Linked DNA regions of Mus musculus: region 2 is linked to region 1. A link is a contact called in public Hi-C data. All regions are on one chromosome and are shown on one strand. Each heading gives the region's core, a stretch centred on a gene start, on an enhancer-like site or on the middle of the called end of the contact. The rest is flanking DNA. Distances are from core to core; before and after follow the strand shown. Region 1 has its middle 33 kb from the start of Cd83. Region 2 has its middle 14 kb from the start of Gm2233.

What was found. Hi-C and Micro-C count contacts between places; a contact is called where the count stands out from the background.
Region 2: a Hi-C map of centrocytes shows a contact between it and region 1, with 2.8 times the contacts expected there. The contact joins two enhancer-like sites. A contact is called at or near these places in 4 of 484 Hi-C or Micro-C datasets (B cells, centroblasts, centrocytes and 1 more).

Annotation. Positions count from the first base shown.
Region 1 is chr13:43,748,572-43,755,806 of GRCm38.p6, reverse strand. No RefSeq gene overlaps it. Among named protein-coding and RNA genes, the nearest start is that of Cd83, 33 kb to the left of the region's middle. Within about 2 kb of position 4,651, at least 16 of the 459 cell types and tissues checked have an H3K27ac peak or open chromatin away from gene starts, as enhancers often do. A contact at or near this core is called in B cells, centroblasts and centrocytes, where this site is marked.
Region 2 is chr13:43,959,243-43,966,477 of GRCm38.p6, reverse strand. No RefSeq gene overlaps it. Among named protein-coding and RNA genes, the nearest start is that of Gm2233, 14 kb to the right of the region's middle. Within about 2 kb of position 4,242, at least 47 of the 459 cell types and tissues checked have an H3K27ac peak or open chromatin away from gene starts, as enhancers often do. A contact at or near this core is called in B cells, centroblasts and centrocytes, where this site is marked.

The DNA.
Region 1 (7,235 bases), core at 3,402-5,901:
AGCCCCAGACTGCTGTCAACCTTCGTCAGGGAAGCTTCCTTTCGCAACAGCAGACATCAACGCAGCGATGCAGAGCTGGTCCAGGTGCTGAGAATACACGGCTGTACTCAGCACTAACTGGGACATGTGTATCAATTCCCCCAAGCCAACCATGGCTCAGAGAGCATCACAGAAGTAGAGAGGAAGGCAAAGGGTCAGAAGATGGGGAGAAGGGCTATGGAATACCACCTCCTGAACATGAGGGGGCTACCACACTCATGAACCCACCTCTTGGACATGATGTGTGTGTGTGTGTGTGTGTGTGTGTGTTCACATACATATTAAGTAAATCTTACACACACAGAGAGAACTGGCCAAGGACTCAGGCAGCCTACCTATGCTTGAACGGCGTACTCTTTCAGAGCCCATCAGTGCCTGCATCACAGTAGGCAGCCTCACGTTACGGAATGCTTATGGAAATTAGAATTTGGACCAAACGGCTGGGGACGTTCATTACTTTCTCATTCATGGAATTTTCAATGGACAGTTATAAAAATAAGTCCATCACATTCACATCAATGCTGTCGACTTACATTTAATGTAAGTGCCCTAAGTCTCACACGTTGTTTAGTTTCATGATCGCATCTTAGGAGAAGTTTGCTTTCCAATAACTGACATAATTATTTATCTGTGCGCGCGCGCATGCATGTGCACACACACACACATATACACACACACATATTTCAGATGGGTTATATCAACATTATCTACTATAAACATGACTCACAAAAATCAATAATACAATTTTAAATCTGTTTATAGTTGCTTGACCCTTTAAGTTGTAGCCTCTAGGGATAAGTGTTTGATTTACAGTGCTCTGAAATCCATGATAACAATCACTTCCCATGTGGTTGGCCTGTCTACACAACTCCTAAAAAGTTCATTTATTTTACTTTGCTTCCCATTTCTTTTCAGTCCCACTGCCCTCCCCCCCCCCCAAAGAAAACAAACTTTTCTATCTTTAGAGAATTATCTGAAATAATTTTGGTTTACTTTCATTTTGTTATCAGACAAGGCATTTCTACAGGTCCGAAGTCAAAGCAACAAAATGAAAACTCCCAGCATCTGTCTTCCATCACTGCCTCTCCCGCCTGCCCCTCCCTCCCTGTAAGAAGCCATTTTACTGTTGTTCTCCTCCACTGTGTGTGTGTGTGTGTGTGTGTGTGTGTGTGTGTGTGTGTGTGTATGTGTTGTTCCCCCTTCCTTATCTATTTAGTGTGTTACCATGAAACCTTCCCTTTTTATTTAATATATCCCAGAGATGACTATACAGAAAACTGAGATTAAAGGTACTGCCTTCAATAGCAACATCATCACCAAGCAAAAACTTATTTCCCCATCACCACAGCTCCAAAGTCAATAGGAAGATGGACTGCCCCATCAATGTCAGAGGTTTATCATAAGCAAAGAAACAAACCTCCAGACCAAGTGGCATTGAGCATCTTCCTAAAGGCTTCTGAGCTTTCCAATGGGCTGTGTGGTGACTATCTGAACTCTGAAAATATTAGTAGCAATACGTGTGAATCCCTGATTGGTACCAGAGTGTGCAGGATCTATGGGAAAGTGCTTTAGAGAGAGGCAGCAGAGAGCAGGATTCATGAAGGGGGCCAGCCTGGTCTCATAGTGAATTCTAGGCCACTCAGGGTTACATGGAGGTCCTGTCTCAAAACAAACACCAAAAACCAAACCAAAACCAAAAAGCCCCTTAGTTCTTGCATAATTCTCATGAGCTGTGACTGTGTTCTGAACTTGTTTTGTGGTACAGAATAAGGAGACTTTAGCCAGAGAGTAGCTGCTTTTCCGACAGAGCTCCATTTGTACCTTTGATTAATTTATGTCACCCTTGGTCCTTAATCAACAGTCAACCAACAATTCGAGCCGGATCCCCGAAGGAATGTCTGTTGCCGTCGCTGGCAATCCATTATGTGATTTAAATTGCAGCGTAGGAACTGTGGGGGAAGTGGAGCACAGAGCTCATTTATAAATTAGACCTTGACTTTTCCTCCAGCCATTCCTTATAACTGGGTCATCCCTCGAGTCAGAAGCCATTTTCTTTTGAAGCATTCACCCTATAACCTTTTACACGATGAGAGATGAAGTCATCAAACAGTATTTTTTTTTTGAATGGGCACATATCAAGACAAGCATGCACATGTGTTTATGGATGTGTGTGCATGCATTTCCGTATCTTTTCTCAGTTTTTTGAGCCTGGAGGTTCTCAAACTCATCTACACACGAGACTCTACACACGAGAGGAAAGAAAATTTAAAGATGGATGTCCAGGTTGCATTTCTGACCAATGAAATGAGACTTTCCTGGGGGAAAGTGAGCATTTTTTTCTGACTCCATCTTGATTGACTCAGCTGTTTAAGTAGACCTAAGAATTTATTTAAGGAGGGAAGATGCATACAGGAAGTGGTGATATGAACTAAAGCTGTATGATGAAACCCTATCCCCAGTATCCCCAGCGTCCCCAGCACCCCCAGCACCCCCAGCACCCCCAGCATCCCCAGTATCCCCCAGCACCCCCAGCATGCCCAGTAACCCTTCCATAGGAGAGGAACCCTGGAGAACAGCATCAAGAATGTTCAATGGCTGGGTGTTGTGGCCCATGCCTTTAATCCCAGCATTCAGGAGGCAGAGGTAGATATATCTCTGTGAGTTCTAGTCTGGTCCACATAGTGAGTTACAGACCAGCCAAAGCTGCATAGGGAGACCTTGTCTCACAAATAAAACAAAACAAACAAACATAAACCACACCAATAACAACCACAAAGATAAAAACCCTCCCTAGGCTAGTTGATCTTTCTTGGAGACTTGGTTGTCACATCCTGAGAATAATACAAGTCTGTCCACTTAAGACCTTAAGGCCTGGTTCTCTCTGTGTGTGGTCATGTCACATTGGATTATTTTTGCCTTAAGCCATATCAGAGCAAGTGTCCAGTGAACAATAACCTAACGTAATAAGTAACCCTGCAACCTAACTGGGGAGAATGCTCTTGTATGAGTCCTGGGGCCTCAGCCCAGCATAGACTGGAGGCTGCCAAACCATGTCCAGATGTGGCACACAGTCAGACGATTTCTGTACACTGTTTCCTTCCTCTGCACATAAGCACAGCCTGCACAGCCTGTGGGTCGTCGCATTTTGAAACCACTTTTCAGTTTGAGTGGGACCAGGTTCGTGAACTTTTTTTCTTCTTCTTTCTATTTGACTAACCTCTGTTAAAGTTCTCTTGTCTACGATTTTTCCTTTAACGGCTGACTTACCCTGTTGATCTTCCTCGACCTTCATCTTCATTCTCCTACAAGACAGTTTGGGAGAGTTCATAACCAAGAAACCATGGAGACACCTCCCAATTGGAGGTCATTGTTAACATCCCAGGGAAGACCCAGAGGATCCACATTAGCCCATGTTGTTATGTCATGACAGTGGAAGAGGTCTCAAGGATGCCCCTCCTTCTGAAGCAAAGAAGATGTGGGGATTTTTTTTTAGGATTACAGGTGTGAATCACTACACCCAGTGGTGCGTGGTTTGTGAATTTTATTTTGTATATTTTTATTTTTTTATTTTGTGTGTGTCTGTCAGTCTGTGTGTAAAGGTGTTCCTGCCGTAGGACGAATAGGAGGTCACTTGCAGTAGGCTGTGCTTTCAATGTGTTTGAGGGTTCCATGTGTCAATCTCAGGTCCTCGGGCTGGGTGACAAGTGCTGCTACAGGCTAAAGCAACAACAGCCCCGAGCAGTGTGTTTTGCCCTGTTATTACAGCACATGGCTTAGAAGTAGGAACCAGGGTTTCTGGAGAGATGGCTCAGTGGTTAAGAGCACTGACTGTTCTTCCAGAGGTCCTGAGTTCAATTCCCAGCAACCACATGGTGGCTCACAACCATCTGTAATGGGATCTGATGCCCTCTTCTGGTGTGCATGAAAATAGTGTACAGTATCCTCACATGCATAAAATAAATAAATTTTTAAAAAAAGAAGTAGATCTTGTCTGTTACGTACTTATAGAGACAGTGGCACAGATCCAAGACAACACACTATTTCCTTGCTGAATGAATGAACCCTGAGAATTGTTACCACCATTTTCACAGACTTTAACCCATGCTGGGAATGATTTTGAGTAACTAGACCTTTCAGTAGCCTACACAGATGATGGCCATCTTTTTTGTATAGCCGAAGAGAGAGAAGAACAAGGTGTTCAATAGCTCCTCTTGGGTCACCCATTTACCAATTGACTGATGCACTTTTTGGTTAGCTGTGGAATCAATCCTAATTTGGGCTCAGCAAGACTAGAAATGAATACAGCCCACTTCTAGCCAAAGAAAAAGAGTTCAGCCAAGGCATAATTTTTGGAGTTGGTGCTGAGTTAAGAAATGCACGTGGAAGGATGCTTTTCTGTCTCCTGTGCCCATGCTCGCTCACAACAGAACCCATATGTGGCAAAATCTACCCTTAAAAATAATTCAGTTTGGAGGTTTGGAGGGGGCGGTACATTTGAAGTTTTGCTATTAACACCATTATTTAACTACAGAACACCTACACCACACCCTAAAGAAACCCCACAGCCAATCACAGTTATGTTCCACTCCCTTCCCCCGGCAACCAGTTCTATTTACAGAAATAGATTGATACTGTATGGGGCAGACAAGCCCTCCTTCTGTCTTCTCTAAATGCCTCATAGGTCTCCTGCTCTTTCTCAGGTCACTTTGTCACAGTGTGATCAAACACTCTGACTATGGACTAACTTGAAATATTTCCGTGGAATACGCTCAAGGAGAGCGAATCTTCTGCTTGCTCTCCTAGACCAGAATTTTAGCGTCCAACCTCAAGTCCAAAGTTGAAACTGAGCCAAGAAAAGCAAGGGCTCTGAATCGCTGGTGGTGGAATCCCCAGGCAGGACTCCGGGAGTGGAGTTGGGAATGCCTGCCTTAGCTAAAGGGCAGGCTGGAAGTTATCCTAGAGACAAGAGGATGATGCCCGTCTTGGGCTATCTTCAAATGTGTGGGCTCAAGCAGTCCTCTTGCTTCAGCCTTCCAAGTAAAGTAGCTGGGACTTCAGACAGGTACCCCTGCGCCCATACTGGTACCTCTTCCCTGTGTGTGCTAGGGACTGAATCTAGAACCTCACTCACTCCAAGAGCTCTCCACCACCGAGTTATAGCCCCGGGCTGCCTTCCTGCCTACCTGCCTCCCTTCCTTCCTTCCTCCCTCCCTTTGAGTCTCAATGTCCATGTAGTGGCTCACAAGAGAAGTCTGTAACTCCAGTTGCTGGGGATCTGACTCCCTCTTCTGGCCTCCATGCATACATGTGGTGTGCACTTAGATGTGGGCATGTATGTCTGATAAAAATTCTCATGAATATGATGGAGGTCCTTAAAGAGAAAATGAATGAATCCCTTAAAGAAATATGAGAAAACACAGCAAACAGTGTAAGGAAATAAATAAAACCATTCAAGACCTGAAAGTTGAAATAGAATCATTTTTTTTAATTAAAAAAAGAAATCACTGAAGGAATTCTCTAGGGATTCTAACAGGAACTACAGAGGCTAGCTTCACCGACAGAATATAAGAGATAGAAGACAGAATGTCAGGCATTGAAGATAGAAGAAATGGATACTTTGGTCAAAGAATATGTTAAATTAAAAAAAAAAAAAACCCTGACACAAAGCATCCAGGAAATCTGGAACACTGTGAAAAGATCAAACCTAAGAATGATAGGAACAAAGGAAGAGGAGGAAACCCAGGGCAGAGGAACAGGGAATATTCTCAGCAAAACCATAGAGAAAAATTTCCCAACCTAAAGAAGGAGAGCCTATCAGGGTCCCAGAAGCATCCAGAACACAATAGACTGGACCAGGAAAGACATTCCCACCCAGTAATTATAATAATATCACATAGCGATCAAAACATTCAATGTACAGAGAAAGGAAAGAAATTAAAATCTGTGAAAGGAAAAGGTCAAGTAACATATAAAGGCAGACAGATTAGAAGTATACCTGGCTTCTCAACAGAGACTCTAAAAGCCAGAAGGGACTGAACAGGTGGGCTGCAGACTCCAGAAGATCACTAATGCCAGTCCAGACCACTGTACCCAACAAAATTTTCAATCACCATAGATGAAGAAAATAAGATATTCCATGGTAAAGTCAAATTTAACAATCTCTATCTACATATCCAGCCCTACAGAAGATGCTAGAAGGAAAATTCCAACCTAAGGAGATTAACTACACACACACAAACACAAGAAATAAATTCCTACACCAGCAAAATCAAAAGGAAATACACACACATATGCATGCACACACACATACACACACCACCACCACCACCACCATTACCACCACCACCACCACAGCCACAACAACAAATAACAGGAATCAACAATCAGTGATTGATATCGTTCGATAGCAATGGTCTCAATTCCCCCAATAACTAGACAAACTAATAGAATAGATGCAAAACCAGAGTCCACCCTTCTGCATCCAAGAAACACACCTCAGCCCCAAGGGGAGACATTACCTCAGGCTAAAGGCTTAGAAAAAGATATTCCGTGCAAATGGACTTAAGAAGCATGCTGGTGTGACCATTTTAATATCTAACAAAATAGACTTTAAAACCAAAATGAATCTGAAGAGATGGGGAAGGACAGTACATACCCATCAAAGGAAAAATCCACCATGTTTCAGTTCTTAACATCTATGACCAGACACAATGACATCCAAGTGTGTAAGCTCTACTACAGCATAAACCACATACTGACCTTCACATCTCCATAGGGGAGACTTCAGTACCACACTCTCAACAACAGGCAGGTCATCCACCCAAAAACTAGACAGAGAAATACTAGCAGACATTACAAGCCAAATGGACCGTTTCTCTTCCCGTCCCAGGTGCTGCGGGAGCCACGGGTCACCATGCAAGACATGGCCAAGTCCAAGAACCACACCACACAAGTAGTCCCACAAATGGCACAGAAGTGGCATCAAAACACGCTAGTCACAAAGCTACGAATCTCTTAAGGGGGTTGACCCCAAGTTCCTGAGGAAGATGGGCCTTGCCAAGAAGCACAACAAGAAAGGCCTGGAGAAGATGCAGGCCAGCAATGCAAAGGCAGTGAGTGCGCGTGCAGAGGCCATCAAAGCCCTGGTGAAGCCTCAGGCCATCAAGCCCAAGATGCCAAAGGGCTCCAGCTGCAAA
Region 2 (7,235 bases), core at 2,993-5,492, 210 kb before region 1:
GTGTGGACTGGCATAGTGTTGTTTAACAGATCTGTACTTGATGCAGGATAATTTTATTATTTTATTTTAAGGCAGAGTCTGTATGTAGCTCCAAGCTGGGCTTGAGTTCATGATCTCCCTGCCTCAGCCCCTCTGAGTATTGAGATGCCTGCCATGGACCACTGTGCCTGGCTATGGTTAATTCTTGAATGGGAATAGTAAATGCTGGGGTCTGAGTAGCCACATGGAAGGAAGCACGTCCTGCCTTTTGAATGACCCTAGGGTTCTGTTTCCTTATAGCTAACTAGGGAATGAAGCTGGCAAGATGCTGGGATGCTTCTAAGATTCTTAATCAATAAAATCAGTTGGTGATGTCTCTGCTTTTATTCCAACGTTGTGGCATTGCTGTGGCTTTATGCTTCAGTCAAGCTATAACTGACTGGAGCTTACCCATGTCCCAAACTCAGGAGCTATGAAGAATCTCCCTCCTAGAAGAGGAGATAGGCAATGATCCCGGAAGACTCACTGTTTCTGTTGAGATTATAAACAATCTCAACAATTTGGGGGAGCTGTGACAGAGCCATGTTTTCCAGTGGAGAAGAAACAGACACAAATGGCCAACTAAGATACAGACGAGGAGGTCCAGGAGAGGAGGAGAGAAGCTTTTTAGTTCTCTGGGATTTTATGTGATCTGGTTTCAGTGTGAGCTGAGACTGCAGCTCAGTCATGGAGAACATGCCTGGCAAGCTTGACAAGCACAAAGCCCTGCATTCAACTGCCCAGATGTGAAAAGAAAAGCAAGTAGTTTCATTCCTGCGTTGGCTTGGCTGCTGTCCATCCAAATCCATGTCCACTCGGAACTGCAGAATGTTTAACTTTACTCTAAAATAAAATGTTTACCAAGGTGATCAATGAAATCATCTAAGGTAAAATTACTCTGGATTGAAGATGAGCCTTAAATATGATGCCTAGTGTTCTTATGAGAATAGAGCACCAGACCCAGGAAAGGTCATGTGACACAAGAGACAGTTTGGCCTCTAGAAAATGAAAGTAACAAGGATTCACCCTTTAACCCTCCAGAAGGAGACAGCCCTGCAGACAGCTTGACTTTGGATCTTGTGCTCCAGAGCTGCAAGAGAGTCCATTTTTATTCTCTCAAGCCGCTTAGCTTATGGTCCTTGCTTTTGGCAGACATAGGAAATGAAGGCAGGTAGGTCCCTCCTGTGTTCACCTGCACACTGACCTTGGATTCCAGCAACAGGGGGCTCTTGCTTTAGTCCACTGCTTTAGGAGTCATAGTTTACCTCTTAGTTACTGTTCTATTGCTGTGAAGAGACACCATGACCAAACACTGCGATGACTGGGGATGAAGCATACAAACATGTGAGTTTATGGGTGTATTCTCATTTGAAGCACTACATCATCCAAGCCATGTGATAAACGATGTGTCTGTGGGAAGTCCTTGTCTCCCCTTCTTAGTCATAGTGAAACCAAGTTCCTTGAATTTCCAAATGGCCAATAAGGTTTTGGAGACTGTTGAAAACTTCTCTGGACCTGCCCTTTCAAGGATATTACACATTGCTGGTCTATGCACTATGAAGCCTTAGGTCCAGAGAAGGTACAGGTGGGATTCGGGGTACAGCGGATACATTGGCTGGTGAAGCCACTTACCTACAATATGTAAATAAAATCTCTTGAATATGGGCACAATACGAGATGAGAAGAAGAGTGGGCTAGGGCAAAGTCAGGGCCTAGCTCTCTGTTGACTGTGTTTCTGGAACTTTCTGAGAAGTCTGGTGCTCTAGAATGACTTAAAGGGACACTTGAATAGATCAGAGAACAATGTTAAACTGTTTGTCAGCTAGGTGTGTACGGTGTAAATAGTACCAGGACATAGCTATCTAAAGTCACTTCTACTCCCTGGCCCATGGGATGTGCTAATCTTTATATCACCAGCTCTCCTCTGTTTTTGGTAAGCTGACACATCTTGATTTCTGTCTCTTCCCTCTATAGAATGCTGTTAAACTTTACCATTATGAATATTCACATTGGTTTTAGTTTCTGGCTTCTTATGGCTCTGATATTGCCAAAAGGCCCAGGTGTTAAATGCTTGTTCCCAGCCTGTGGGATCATTGGAAGGTGATGAAACTTTTAGAAGGTGAGGCCAATGGTAAGAGAAAATTAGTTTATTGGCGGGCATGCCTTGAAGGGAATATTGGGACATTTGTGCCTTCCTATCCTTCTTTGTGCTCCCTTAAGGGGACCAGCTTTGTATAAAGACACACACATACATATACATGCACACACACATATGCAAATGCATACACACACATACATGCACACACACATGCACATAGACATGTATGGGTCTTCATACACATATACATATAGATAGATAGATAGATAGATAGATAGATAGATAGATAGATAGATATACACAAGCATACACACATGTACACACATATGCACACACATGTACATCCACATGCACACACAAACATATACATACAGACATGCACACATGCACACACACACACACACACACACACACACACACACACTCATGAGCTGCTGTACCACAGGCCCCAAAGCAGCAGAGGCAATTTTTTGAGGTGTGGAAACTCTGACTCTGTAAGCCAAAATAAACTTTTCTCCTTTTAAAGTTAAATGTCTCCAGTATTTTCTTAAATATGGAAAATTAGCCCAGAACAATCATAAATTAAACTGCTGTGAACACCCAGTGCACACAGTTTCACATAACTCTAGTTATGTCAAGTAGATAAAGCGCTAGAAAGGGAATTTCTGAACCTATGGGTATATAGCTTCTTAAGACTTTTGTGTAGAGAAACCCCCCTTACACACAACGTGAAAGAGAAGAGCTTTTTTCTTCCTCACTGACAACAGTTCTTTAAAATCTCTCTCAGGATCTCTCTATTTCTGCAGTGCTAGGGGCCAACCTTGGGACCTCAAACATGCTAAGCAAGCAATTAACCACCACCTTCCACTTTTGACCTGGGTTGCTTATTAACGTCAAGTGAATGAATTGTATCACAACTGAGTTACTATCAGCATGTTTCTAATGAATGGAACATTCTAGAAAATGCCCTGGCCCAAGTGTAAGATATGCAGGACTTGCTAAAGATAGTTATAAGGAAGAGACAGGTGAAGACAGAAAATAGAGAGAGACCTTCATTCCCAGCTGTGTTCAGGGTTGGTTGCATCCATCTCGAAGTCACTGGTGATCTACCCTTACCATGATACTGAAGACAATGCCCAGACCCCAGTTCTGAGGAAGACACGTGTCCATTCCTGTGAGCTTCCCCCTCAGCCTTTCTACCTGTGACCTTGTGATTTCACTTTGTCTTCTGCTGAGTTCATGGGGATGTGGATGGAATGGATGGAAGGACACTAACATCTTTCTCCTGAGAATCACGGTGGCTGTGTCATTGCTGTAATGCCAGGACCAAGGTGGGGTGGCAGAGTGGGCAGCCTGTGTGTGATGCTTCAGGCAGTCACAGGTGCAGGGAGAGATCTAAGCGTTCTCCCAAAGAATGGGATGAGGGCTCTATGACACACAGAAGCAAGGGACACTAGTTCAAGATGGAGAAAAATTAAAAACCCCAAATCGTTAGTTATCAACTTGCTTCACCCTCATATTATTAAGGATTTATTCTTGTGTGCATGCATATGCCGGTGCTATATGCATGTCTGGTACCTGCAGAAACCAGAGAGGAGTTCAGAGCCCTTGGAGGTAGAGTTCCAGATGACTGCAAGCTACCACATGGGTGATAAGGACCAAAAACCCAGGTCCTCTGCAAGAACAACAAATGCTCTTAACTGAACTGTCTCTCCATCCCTGTCAGCTGCATATTCTTCCCAGGCTGTCTCTGTCTCTCTGTCTCTCTGTCTCTCTGTCTCTCTCTGTCTCTGACTATCTCTGTCTGTCTCTGTTTCTCTCTGTCTCTGTTTCTCTCTCTCTCTCACTCTCTCTCTCTCTCTCTCTCTCTCTCTCTCTCTCTCTCTCTCGCACACACACACACACACACACACACACACACACACATACACACACACACACCACCCTAATAGGTTGCATACCATTTCTTAGCCCATCTGTCTGTGGAAACAAAATCAATATTATGTTGCACACAAAGCACCCATTTAATCTAAAAATGCATGTGTCGTTCACTTACCCACTGAAGTAACCCAAAGTCAGCATGGCTTTCAGTTCCTCTTCAGGCAGGGCTTACTTTTCTTTGTTCTCCTCCTCACAAGTGTTGAACTTGTGATTGGGCTTGGAGATAGAGAAGAAAAGCTCTAACAGGAAGCTGTAGCTTGGGGTGGGCGCCCAGGTGGAAAAAGAAACACAGGCACACACACATGCACATACATGCAAACACACACACATGCACATACATGCAAACACACACACACACACATGCACATACACATGCACACACACATGCACACATGTGCACACACACACATGCATACACATACATGCACGAACACACACACACACATATACACGCACACAAGCACAATGCATGGCCCACCTGGTACATATTTCTTTAGCTCTATTCTTTCAGTTTAGTGTAGAATAAAGGAAAAAGAATGAAGAGTACCCGTCTTAGTGCCTGTCTATGAACAATTAAGCGGGTGACAATCTCAAACTTACAGACATGTAACTATAGCAATGTCCACGCTGTCTGTTCTCTGCCTTACGGGTCCATACTTTATTTTAGTAATCTTCTATTCTTTGGTCAGTAAATTATATCCTTACATGGAACATCACAGTCTGATACGACTTTTATGTCTAAGAAGGATATTTTGGACAAAACAGCACTTAAGCAGAGCTATTCTGGGCATTAGGAACCCCTGCCATTGGAAGGATCTGAGGTTTACAGAAGTCCCCATCTGTAGCTACATTTGGCAGCCACAAGCTCAGTTCACCCATGACCACAGTGAGATGAGAGCTTTCATCACTTCCCTTGAACCCGACTTGTTAGAGCTGACATCCGCCCAGGTGGGAAACTTGTTGGATCAGTTCTGGATTCCTCTATCTCCCATATAATGACAGAGTGATGACACCAGACAGGACCTGGGTCCTTGCTGATGCTCATGCTCATGACGATTCAGATTTCTCCAGCATTCTAACCTCCCCACTCAGGACACTCCCCACATAGAATGCTCAGGCAGCCGTCAGCTCAAGGCCCTGCAATAATAGGCTGAGCTGTACAGAGTGTCTCATTACAGCCACGCTCTTTTCTTGGCAGCTCTCATTCATGCATGATCCATGCAGGAGAAGAAAGACCCATACATTTGTTCCCACATTTGGAGCAACACTTTAAGACCACTGCAGTGGCTTCTGAGGCCTCCCTGTGGTCCACAGAGGCCTTCCTTGATATTGCTCCACAGCTGAAGTCTGTCGCCTACCCAGCTCTGCTTAAGTCTCTCTAAGATTAGATGCTTTCACCAGAGGTTGTGTCCTGGTCCTGTGCAGAGGTGGGGGTACTGTGAACAGACAGATGCAGTTAGTTAAGGATGGAAACTCCAGAGACACACTGCGCATTACTGAGCCAATTCTGATGTTATTAGAGGTAGCATTCTGGACCAGATACTCTCTGCCTCTGTACCTCAACTTTCTCATCTATAAAATAGAGGTAATAATATTAATCCCATCACACTAAAAAGGAGAGAAGAAGGAAAGAGATGAGAACATACATTAAATAGTGCCTAGCACATGGAGAATTCTGAGTGAACGTTGGTTGTTCTATAACGTACATAAGCCTCTGTGCTTTCTAGAGGGTGTTCTGACTGGCTTTAACATGACACAACTTAGAACCACTTAGAGTCATCTGTGAGAAGAGCTTCAATGGAGGAGTTACCTAAATCAGACTGGCCAGTGCACATGCCAGTGGGGGGAAATATATTGACTGTTAATTGATGTAAAATATCCCAGCCCACTGTGGGTGGTACCATTCCTAGGAAGATGGCCCTGAGCCATACAAGACAACTCAGGGTTAGGGTCAGAGTACATGGCAGGTGCCCACAAGCCAACCAGCAGGCAGCACTCTCCATGTTTCCTGCTGTGCTTCATGGATGAGAAGGGATGAGAATGGATGAGAAGATGCTGTGCAGAATGGCCAGTAGATCTGCCTTCGAGTTCCTGCCTTGATGCCTTCAGCGATGGACTGTGACTTGGACTTGTAAATAAACCTAAGTTGCTTATAGTCAGAGAGGTTTTTTTTTTTTTTTTTTTTTTTTTTTTATCACAGCAACAGAAAGGAAACATGAACAGAGGGTGAAACTTGAGAAATTCAACGGCTGTGAAAAGATCTCATGTGTCTCACCTTGATCTTTGCTTCTGAGACAAAGAAATTGAAATAGTCTTGGAGACCATATAAAAGGGAGACCACGCAAGGTGCAGGGGAGTGGGGGAGACTGTTCATCTTTCAACACATCATCCTGATATACAGGCTGAGATCTTTTTGCACTGGGTGTAAGCTTACACACACAGACTGTTGCTCAGTTACCTTGAGAAAAGATTTTCTTCGCAGTCAGAGATCCTAATATTTGGTGACTATTTTCAGATCTGCAAAGTGCTTCTAGTCAAACTTCAAGCTCTAAAGCTTTTAATTAGGTTACTCCAAATCAGAATAGGGAGGTAGGAGAAAGGGCTGCACTGAATTAATCAAAACAATGCAGAAGCAAAATCTTTCAGTGGAGGAAAAGGAAACAGGGATTGGGGCTTCTGCAAATTTACCCGTGAGTGACTCTTCCCTGTGGTAGCCGGTTGTGATTGGAACTTGAGGTTGCCGAGGAATGCCTCTGGATATGCCTGTAAATCTATTAGCTGGGTAGTAAAGACCTGCCCTGATTGGATAGCATGATCCTCTGAGCTGGGAGTTCAGACATAAAAAGGAAAAAGGACCAAGCAAGCCCCGAGTGGAGCCAGTGCCCCTCCCTCTCCCTTCTTCCTCTTTACCATGCTACAAAGAAGTACCTTTGCTATCCACTCCCACCTCCATGACATTCTGCTCAAACACACGTGGCCAAGTTACCACTGGACCCCCGAAAGCATGAGCCAAAATAAGTTCTCTCTCCTCTTTTTAAGTGCTTTATGTCACAGTGATAAGAAAGATTTCATACACGCTCCCTAACTCGAAAATTGCTTTCATAGGCTTGGACTCCCCCTGCCCCTCTAGCAAAACAAGTAAGTTCCTCTTTTCTCCTTGGCAGGTGCTCATGAAGCT